Linked DNA regions of Mus musculus: region 2 is linked to region 1. The links are chromatin contacts, called in public Micro-C maps. All regions are on one chromosome and are shown on one strand. The core of a region is the stretch at or near the end of the contact, and the rest is flanking DNA. Distances in the headings are between cores, read along the strand shown.

Region 1 (4,820 bases), core at 2,060-4,559:
CTCCAGATCCCATCCCACCCCAGCCCCAGTCTTTGGAACCCTTAAGCTTTGCTTCCAACTGTGAACTCCCAAGATTCTGTCTCTCTCAGTGCTTTCCTCCCTGAAAAGTCTACACCCTTGCCTACACACACCCCAACCCCAGAGTCCTAGGTAGTTAGCTCTTGGACATAAATATATAAACTTCTCTGGCTTCTAGAATACTGAGGCTCAGAGAGAAAACAGGGAGATTCCATGTGGAGAAAACTGCACCAGGCCCTAAAGTGCTCAGAGGACCAGACTCTGAGTGCACAAGGCCATGCAAATGTATGCAAATAGAGATACGGAAATCACAGATGGGTTCTGCAGAATTGGTGCAGGCATTTTTCTGGGAGGGTGGCCTGTGAGCCCAGCTGTAGATCAGACACTGAGCCCAGGGAAAGAGCCCAGCAAGGAAAATAGGATATGTGGAATGAAGGGACAGGCTGAGAATATCCCAAAAGTGGGACTCCCAGAGCCACATGTACCTCCCAAAGCCCTTACCTGATCTCCAGAAGAAAGGAAAAGAAAGTCCCTTCCTTCTTGCCAGGAGGGGCAAGTGGGTATGACTGGGCCAGGCAGTTTGCCCAGCCCTAAAGACTCACTTAGGCTGTCCCTGCTCCTCCACTTGGCACTTAAACTTTCTGAGGTCTGCTGTGCCCACTATCGTTCCAGGACCTGAGGGCAACAGAAGGAAACATCAAGTCAGTGAAAGAAAAGGGGGTCCGGGTGGGGGAGTGAGCTAAGAAGAGCCCACATAACCCTCCACATAGGCTGCAGAGTTCCAATCATGTCCTGCACCGTGCATGCAGGATGCTCGCTCGGAGTTCAATCCCCAGTACTAAGGGGAAAATAGAGAGGATATAGGTGGGCCTCTCCATTTCCCCAGCACCAGATCAGTTCCAGCTTCAAAAAAAGAGGGCATTTAAATGGTTCACTAGAGCAAAGAGAGTAGTGCTGTGAACACAGAGGAGATTCTGTTCTTGGTGTTTATGGGCTGTGTTGTGTGGCAAGTTAAACTCCCTAAGCCCCAGTGTTCCCATCTGTGAAATAGACACCATGCTACTATTACAGGGGTTGTTTGGTTGTTTGTGTACTGAGTTGTTTGTTCATTTGTTTTTTTTTAAAGATTTATTTATTTATTATATGTAAGTACACTGTAGCTGTCCTCAGATACTCCAAGAGGGCATTAGATTTCATTACGGATGGTTGTGAGCCACCATGTGGTTGCTGGGATTTGAACTCGGGACCTTTGGAAGAGCAGTTGGCACTCTTAGCCACTGAGCCATCTCACCAGCCCCTGTTCATTTGTTTTTTGAGACAGGGTTTCTCTGTATAACCCTGGCTGTCCTGGAACTCACTTTGTAGACCAGGCTGGCCTCGAACTCAGAAATCCACCTGCCTCTGCCTCCCAAGTGCTGGGATTAAAGGCATGTGCCACCACCGCCTGCCTAAATATTTATTTGTTTGTTTGTTTGTTTGTTTGTTTATTATGTGAGTACGCTCTCTTCAGGCACACCAGAAGAGGTTGTCAGATCCCATCACAGATGGTTGTGAGCCACCATGTGGTTGCTGGGTATTGAACTCAGGACCTCTAGAAGAGCAGTCAGTGCTCTTAACCACTGAGCCATCTCTTCAGCCCCTACAGGGTTTATTTAATGTGCATTACATTTTGGAGAATGTCTTAGACTCTATAAGGGGACCCTGTCTCAAAATTGGAACCGACTGGGAATACAGCTTTGGAGTTGCTTAACATGCATAAGCATCTTGATTCTGAACTTACAGCACTTCAGTAATAATAATAACAATAACAATAATAATAATATTAAAGACACCCTTAAAGTTTTTCAGCACCATGCTAAGTCCAGAGCGGAAGCACAGTAAGCTTGGGGTATTATGAATGGAAATCTCAGGAGAAAAGTATACTTTAAAAAAAAGATTTATTTATTTATTATATGTAAGTACACTGTAGCTGTCTTCAGACACTCCAGAAGAGGGAGTCAGATCTCATTACAGATGGTTGTGAGCCACCATGTGCTTGCTGGGATTTGAACTCAGGACCTTTGGAAGAGCAGTCAGTGCTCTTAATTGCTGAGCCATCTCTCCAGCTCCTTCCTTCCTTCCTTCCTTCCTTCCTTCCTTCCTTCCTTCCTTCCTTCCTTCCTTCCTTCCTTCCTTTCTTTCTTTCTTTCTTTCTTTCTTTCTTTCTTTCTTTCTCTTTCTTCCTTTTAAGGCTGAAAAGCCCAAGACCATCCTCGGAAATGACTTGGGCTGGGGCTGGGGGTGGAAGGTTAATGGGGATCGTATCTGGAAAGGAGATGAAAAGGGAAGCTCTGCCCTCCTGTCAGCACACGGCTTTCTGAGCTGGCTGGATGTGTTCCTCTGAGGCACAGAGTCACTCGCTGGCCCCTGAAGAGTGGGAGATTTTTGCCCTTGCAGGCTCCATCTCTGGCAAATTGCAGAGTTTGGATAAGTCACTCCAGTCCCTGAAAAGTGAACTCCATCACAACTGCTGACATTGGCGAATATTCTCCACACCCTTCTCCCTCATAACTTGGGACCAGAGGTGATTGATGGTGGGAACCGGCAGGAAAGGGACAGCCGTGTCTCTCTGGAAAGAGCCCTGGAAAGAGTCAGAAGAAGCTGCTGCAAGTGACAAGGGTAAACCACAGGAAATCAGCCCGGTTTAGTCACCTGCTTAGCTCTCATAGATAGCAGTTATTAACCACAGGCCCCGTTGTATAGATGAGTAAAATGGGGTCAGAGAGGTGAACAGCCTGACCCAAGCCACGGCGGTGGTAAGCGGTTGGAAGGCAAGACCATTCGCAGCAACCCCTTGTCTTCTCCAAACACTCGCAGGTTCTGAGCAGCACTGCTTACTCTTCTGGAGCCCAACTAGGCAGAAGCCTGGGGTTCCCCGAAAGAGCAAAACTGCCCCAGGAGTAGGAGCCGCTGAGGGCGTGATGGGGAAGGACTGCCAGGCGGGGTCTCGACGGACAGGTGTTCCTCAGGGTCGGGACCCGCCCCGGCAGCACCTTGACACCCCTCTCCCGGCCCCCAGTTCCACGTATGCAAATCCCTGTTTTGCATGGGCCCGGGACCAAGCGCGGGGGCCCTGCCAGGGGGCGTGGCCGAGGCCCCCGCCCCGCGCCGCGTGCTCACCTGGGGAGTGTGCTAAGCCTGTCCGCGGAGTCCTGCCGGGGCCGGAGCAGCGGAGTGTGCGACCGAGGTGGCAGCCGCTCCTGTAGGGGCTGCAGCTGCGGCGGCAGAGGGCGGGAGGAGGGAGACCCTGGCTTCCCCGGGGGCCAGGCTGGGGCAGCAGCGAGGGACCTGGGGGGGCGCAGGCTTTGGCCCCGCCTGGGGCAGGATGGTGAATCTGGAGCCCATGCACACAGGTAAGGGGAAGAGGGAGTGAGCTCCGACAGGTGTCACTGCGCGTGGGAAGGGACCAAGGACAGGGACACCATTGCACCACGCGAGGGGCTGGGGGGTGGGGGTGGCGTTAACTCCTCGGCGGCCAGGAGAGGGCGATGCGGATAGCGGGTCCTTCCGGGCTGGCGTGGATAGGTAGGTATGGGGAGAGGGGTTAAAAGGAGCAACTTTGAAATATGAAATCTTGGAGAACAATGGAGAGAGGCATGAAGTTCCTGAAGCCCCAGATCTGGGGAGTTAGTGCGTGGGACTTGGGTGTGCTGAAGCACTGGAGTCCCAGGAGGTTGCAGGAGTTGGGTGGTTCAATCACTCAGCTAGGGTGTGGACCTGGGAGTGCATACGTGTATCCACATGCTGCGTGTTTGGTGTCCGGGCACCTGTGTGAAATGCAGGCAAAGTGGGCATGGGGGGTGCCTAGGGGAAGTGGGTAGGGTGGAGCAAATCCAAAGGCGCACCTGGGGCAGATGCCATGCCACGGGATCGTTCATTGATTAGGGCTTGTGCAAGCATGTGTTTGTGTGTATGTGTGTCATGAGTGTCTGTCTGTCCCCCTTGTGTGTTGGGAGGATGGGTGGAGTAAGCGCCAAAGAACCTGATGAGACTTGGACCACACGTGTTCCGGTTGTGTTGGAGGTGTGTCCACTCATTATCCATTGGTCATCTATGTTATGGGCTCAATGCATAATGGGTCTATATGCCAGAGGGGATGGCAACAGGCACATCTGAGTCCGATATCCTTTGACCTCCTTTCCTGAGGAAACCAGGAGATGAAATAGCCCGGAGTCAGTTACCCTGTAGCTTACAAATGGGAGGTGGGCGTGGAGAGACCCAGCCCTGTCAATCACTTTGATCCTCTGTGCATTGCTGGGCTAAGGATGCTACTAAGCTAGAAAGTTAGACTTGCTGATGGGTTGAGGTGGGGGAAAGGGCTGATCTTCTCATTGGCTGCCTGAGGTGTTGGGCAAGTAACAGAATCAAAATGCAAAAAGCTGTACCTAATTTGACCACTCACAGCCTAGTACCTTACCTCTTGCACACAGTGCAAGGGCCTAGTAATTTTTCCTTAGGACTTGAGGGTTGCTGTAGAAATTGTATGGATTGCTCTAGAAGAACAGGATGGGAGGAAAGGAGGAAAAGGAGAAAAGGGGAAGGGGGGAGAAAGTAGATCTTCTGACCCACCTCCAAGAAGCAGAACAGGCTAGATCTTCCTGTCTCCCATCACTCCTGGAAGCAGACATTAGTTGGGGTCCAGGAGGGCCCTGATGCCTGGTTTCACTAATGCTGTTTCCCAGCAGGGATGAGTACAAGTGGAGAGATGTTGGCACTCAGTGGCTGGTGCCCCAGGATTTGCCAGGAAGGACTAGGTGAGGTTG
Region 2 (4,674 bases), core at 173-2,672, 540 kb before region 1:
AGGCCCGGAGTTTGCGATCCCTAGGCGGCCCGACCTCACCCTCCAGAAAAGGAACCGCAGGTGAGTAAGAAGCTGCCTGTGCCGCAGGAGCAGGTTCCGATCGCCCGCTGTGGGGCGATGTGGGGCAGGAGGGGGCCCCCATGAGCCCGAAACCATCTGACAAGAGGCCGCCAAAAGAAATGAAGTCGCCCCCAACCCCCGCCACTCTCCTAGCCCACAGCCCACCAGCTAGGAGACTGACGCCCTCCCCCTGGGGCTGTTGTCTCATACCCCAAGCCCGTGATTACGGTGATTATTTTGCATTTATGTAACACGCAGTGTTTCCAAACTGCTTCTCGAGCTGAGAACTGGTTATTAAATAAATAGAACCCTATTACATATTATTATTTTTGTGAAGAACTGAGCGGAGAAAGTGCTTTCTTGCTACATAGAGACGTGCATCCGATTGCTACCCTGCAGGGCAGGCTGTTGGGCTTCTCAACCCCTTTCTCCACGGTGCCACCTCCTGCCCCCCCTTATCCAAGCGTGACCCAACTTTTCTGGCTCCGTTCGCTCCCTACAACCCGTAGCCTTGCCCATCATCCAGCTCCAAGTCCCGGGGAGGTTCTGGTTGGGTGGGGGGCTATGGAGGGAGGCAGAGGCAATCGCCTTACCTGGGAGGAAGAAGGCGGTCAAGCCGAGAGCGAGTCCCCACCAGCGTCCAGCGGCGCCCGCAAGCCCCATCCGAGCCATCGGGGGGTGGGGGTCCGGCGAAAGGGGCTGCCAGGAGGGCGCTCCTCGCGCTCCAGAAACCAGTCTGGAAGACGAGGGCGGATCGCTGGCGGTTGGCGGGCGCTCGGAGGATCCAGGTCAGCCGCAGCCGTCGGTCGGGGCGGGGTGGGCTGGGTGGGATCCGCGCGGCCGCAATCCGGTCCCCGGCTGCCGCCGGCTCAGAGCCTCGGCAGATGCCCGCAGTAAGTTGCACGAGTCATGCCCCCTTCGCCTCCTCCGCTCTTCTCCTCGCCCCGGTCCCCGCCCTCTTCTTCCACGCAAAGCCCGGCTGGGGAGAGGGACCCACCCCCGGCGCGCCCGGCTACCGGGCTAGCGCGGCGCAGGCTCCCGGCCCTGGGCGCGCTCACACCCTCCCGCTCGGCTCCAACTTGCAGGCGTCCATGGCCGGCTGTTCTCCGAGGGTGGCCGGGCGGTGCGGAGGGCTCGGGGCCCAGGCGGTGGTGTGCGGCTAGGGCGGCCAGCTGCCCGCGGGGCTCGGGGCTGCACGGTCTCGGAGGACCGAGGGGAGCGAGCCGGGTGCGCCACGGGTCCCCACCGCGGCCGCTGCGCTCGGTGCGGGCGATCCGCAACAATGTGGAGCTGCCCCGGTGCCGAGGCGAGCCGCGCTCTCTCCTCTCCCTCTCTTTCTCTCACTCGCCGATCCAGCCTCTCACCCGCTCTCCCGTGATGTCAGCCCGGGGGGAGGGGTTAGCATTAACCCCCTCCTGGCTCCCACGCGCCCGGCCCAGCCCTGGCCCGGCCTCCGCCCGCGCGGCCGCACCTCCCAGTCCTAAGCAGCTGTGGCTGCGAGCGTGGCCGTGGGGTTCGGCTCAGGGCCCCAAGCTAGCAAGATGCCCCTTGGGTCGCCGTTCGGTCGTGGAAAGGGCCGGAGGGCGGGCTGCCCTCCTCGGTCGCTGACAAAGGGAGGCAGTGACCCCTAGCGGCCGGCAAGGGGGAGAAGCTGCTCGGTAGGGGTGGAGTTAAGATGAGGAGGGGGGCTGCCGTAGGGATCCGTGTGAACGCTGGATCTGGCATTGTCCGAGCTCCGAGGGCTTTTCTGACTCTCTGGTCCGACCCTGGGACCATTTCGCAGATGAGGAAACAAAGGCCCAGAGGAGGGCATGGAGAGTGGCAGAAAGAAGCAGAGCACAGGCTAGAACTGTTGCCAAAGCTTCTGCTCCCCAAGATCTGGACACCAGACGGAAACAGCTTTGCGGAGGACCAACCGCGAAAGCTGTGAAGAGTTGAGGCAAGACAAGACATTAGTGGGTGAGAGATCAGGGCACTCAGGTTTCTAGTGGGTCTTCTTTAATCCTTATTGCCTTCAGGGGGTCCTTGTCCCGAAATCGAAGCATTCTGCTTTCCCCAAAGAGCGACAAACCAAGTGGGCTCCCATTGCCTTCACCTCGTTTCTGAGTGGTTTGCGGGATTCCCGCGAAAGTGGCCCATCCAGTCGGTGTCCCAGAACGGCCAGGACTCTCCGCCCCATCCTGTTCGCCACCCACCACATCCGGGTGGCTTCTTGCCAAGGTGACTGAGCCCGAGGGGCCCTTAGCAGCCTGAAGCCTGGACCTTCTGTCCCCATCCTTGGACTAGGAGAGGCAGACAGACAGGGTTTCCCAGTCAAGAGAACAGAACTCCCTCGTTCGGGGCTGAGCAGACCACACCCACTTTGCCCTTTGCCCTTAGCCCAGCCCCAAGGGCACAGAGGCTTGGGGTAGCGCCAAATTCTGATAAAATGTAAATTTTCCTTTCGGAGAATGGGAGGGGCAGGACAATGGAAGAGAGGGACAGTTTCCCACTCTTGGGCCCACGGGCTCAGCCTGCTAAAGAAGTCACTCCACTCAAAAGGAATGCTCTCTGTATCCTTTTATGCTTCACCCGTGTAACTCAGGACAAACTGTCTACCACACTACCGCCTGACTTGGGAATGCATTGTGTGGTCTCATAGTTGGTCCTTGCCCCACAGGAGCGGGGTCTAGTGGGGATGGGGGGGGGGGGGAGACACAGAAACAGAAGTTCTATAGAATCACTCACCGCAGCACGGCATTGTGGGGGTTTTCAGATTCAGGACATCTACGTTAGCCTGGGCTGGGAGGGACCTGAAAGGCTTCTGTGGTAAGGGGCGCAACAGGGGCTGACTGGAGGTGTCTGTCAGGCACAGACCATCCTTCAAGATACTGGATTTAAAGTAGAGGTCAGCACAGGGAAAACTGTGAAAGAGAGCAACAGCTGGGTATTAGGAAACGGCCTAATAAATAATTGGTTCTAACCCTGCCTGAGCTTGCGGTAAGGTCAAGCCTGAAATCAGACTCATGCCAGGTAGCCACGGGAGGGTCTTAATCCAGAGGATGCCCTGTCAAATTAAGCAGGTTGGTGGCCAGGCTGGCAGCCAGGAATCTCCCATCTGGCTTGCAAGTGCTTTTAAACTTGCCCAAGCCAAAAGGAATTTGTTTTTTGCTTGTGGCTAACACGTCATAGGAGCTGAACACTTGTGCACTAACTCCAGACACACCAAGTTCTGTCAGTGCTGTGGTCTCTTACCTTCTCCACACTTGCTGAGTGTTCATTCCTGGATCTGTTAGTACAAGGGCATCCAAAGCCCTTTGAGGCAGAGGCAGGAAGATCTCTGAGTTCGAAGCCAAGGGTCTATAAAGTGAGTTCCAGGAGAGCCAGAGCTACACAGAAAGGCCATGGGGCGGGGGTTGGGGGGTGGGGAACCACAGCCTGTGTCTCCTGATGCCTGGTCTTATTTTCCTTCCTATCAGCAAAGGAAATCTTTCTAACTGACAACTCTCTGTGGTCCCAGTCTTTCAGCTAGGGGCCCCAGTGCCATGTCTGCTTCTTCTAGCTTAGCTGTCTTGTTCCAGCTTGAAAGCAAACCACATGGCTCTGCTGGGCAGTGGCGCACACCTTTAGTCCCAGCACTCAGGAGGCAGATGGTCTGCAGAGTGAGTTCCAAGACAGCCTGGGCTACACAGAGAAGCCCTGTCTCAAAAAGAACAACCAACCAACAAACCAAACCAAACCCAAACCAACCAACCAACCAAGAAAAGAAAAGAAAACGACAAAAAGAACTTGATGGCTCTGCTGTTTCTGTGCCCTGTGTGTGATAGCACTATCTCAATTCCTGCATGATGGCACTATCATCTCACTTCTGCTTTTGTCCACCTCGACCCTGTACTCATAATTTCCATGTGGTCCTCACACTGAGGACAAAGAGGAAAATATATTGACCAAGTACATGGGACTTTGATGCTTGAATTCCTTGATTCAACTCTCTCTCTTTCCCTCCTCTTCCTCCTCCTCTTCTTCCTCCTCTTCTTCCTCCTCATCCTCCTCCCTTCCTCCTCCTCCTACCTCTTCCCTTCCCCTCCCCTCTTCTCCTCTCTCAACGGGGTCTCTCTTTCTCAACAGGGTTTCTTTAGGTAGCCCTGAAGCCCTGACTCTCCTGGAACTCACTATGTAGACCAAGCTGTCCTTGAACTCACAGTATAAAGGTCTGGGCCACTACACCTGGCTTAAGAGGCGGGCGGTTGGGTTTTTCTGTTTGTTTGTTTGTTTTTTGTTTTTTCTTTTGCTCTCCAATCCAAAAGATTCCATTCTTGTTTGTTAGTTTGTTTTGTGTTTGAGATAAAGTCTCTTTACGTAGTCCTCACTGTCCTTGAACTTGCTATGTATACCAGAAGGCCTTAAACTCACAGAAATACACCAGCCTCTGCTTCCTGAGTACTGTGAGTACTGGCCTGGCCCACCACACTGTGGTTTTGTTTTTTGAGACAGGATCTCCTTGTGACCTTGGCTAGCCTTGAACTTGCTATGTAAATGAAGTTGATATTTTACTCTCTTGTCTCCGTCTCGCTAGGGCTAGGCTTATAGCTGTGTCTCACCATGGCCAGCTCTGGATTCAAGTGCTTTTATTAT

What was found. Hi-C and Micro-C count contacts between places; a contact is called where the count stands out from the background.
Region 2: a Micro-C map of embryonic stem cells shows a contact between it and region 1, with 2.8 times the contacts expected there. The contact joins the promoter of Nectin1 here to the promoter of Pou2f3 in region 1. A contact is called at or near these places in 7 of 39 promoter capture datasets (the 3T3-L1 cell line, the SN4741 cell line, cranial neural crest and 3 more), 3 of 484 Hi-C or Micro-C datasets (cortical neurons and embryonic stem cells) and 4 of 115 datasets of contacts at active chromatin or transcription factors (embryonic midbrain, embryonic stem cells and neural tube).

What each region holds. Positions count from the first base shown.
Region 1 is chr9:43,204,244-43,209,063 of GRCm38.p6, reverse strand. Pou2f3 (POU domain, class 2, transcription factor 3) reads left to right here and starts at 3,309. Exons shown (of 13, transcript NM_011139.2): 1 at 3,309-3,410. The coding sequence starts at 3,383.
Region 2 is chr9:43,740,702-43,745,375 of GRCm38.p6, reverse strand. It overlaps Nectin1 (nectin cell adhesion molecule 1), which reads right to left and starts at 1,422. Exons shown (of 6, transcript NM_021424.3): 1 at 654-1,422. The coding sequence starts at 732. It overlaps Gm46108 (a long non-coding RNA gene), which reads left to right. Exons shown (of 4, transcript XR_003948147.1): 3 at 1-60.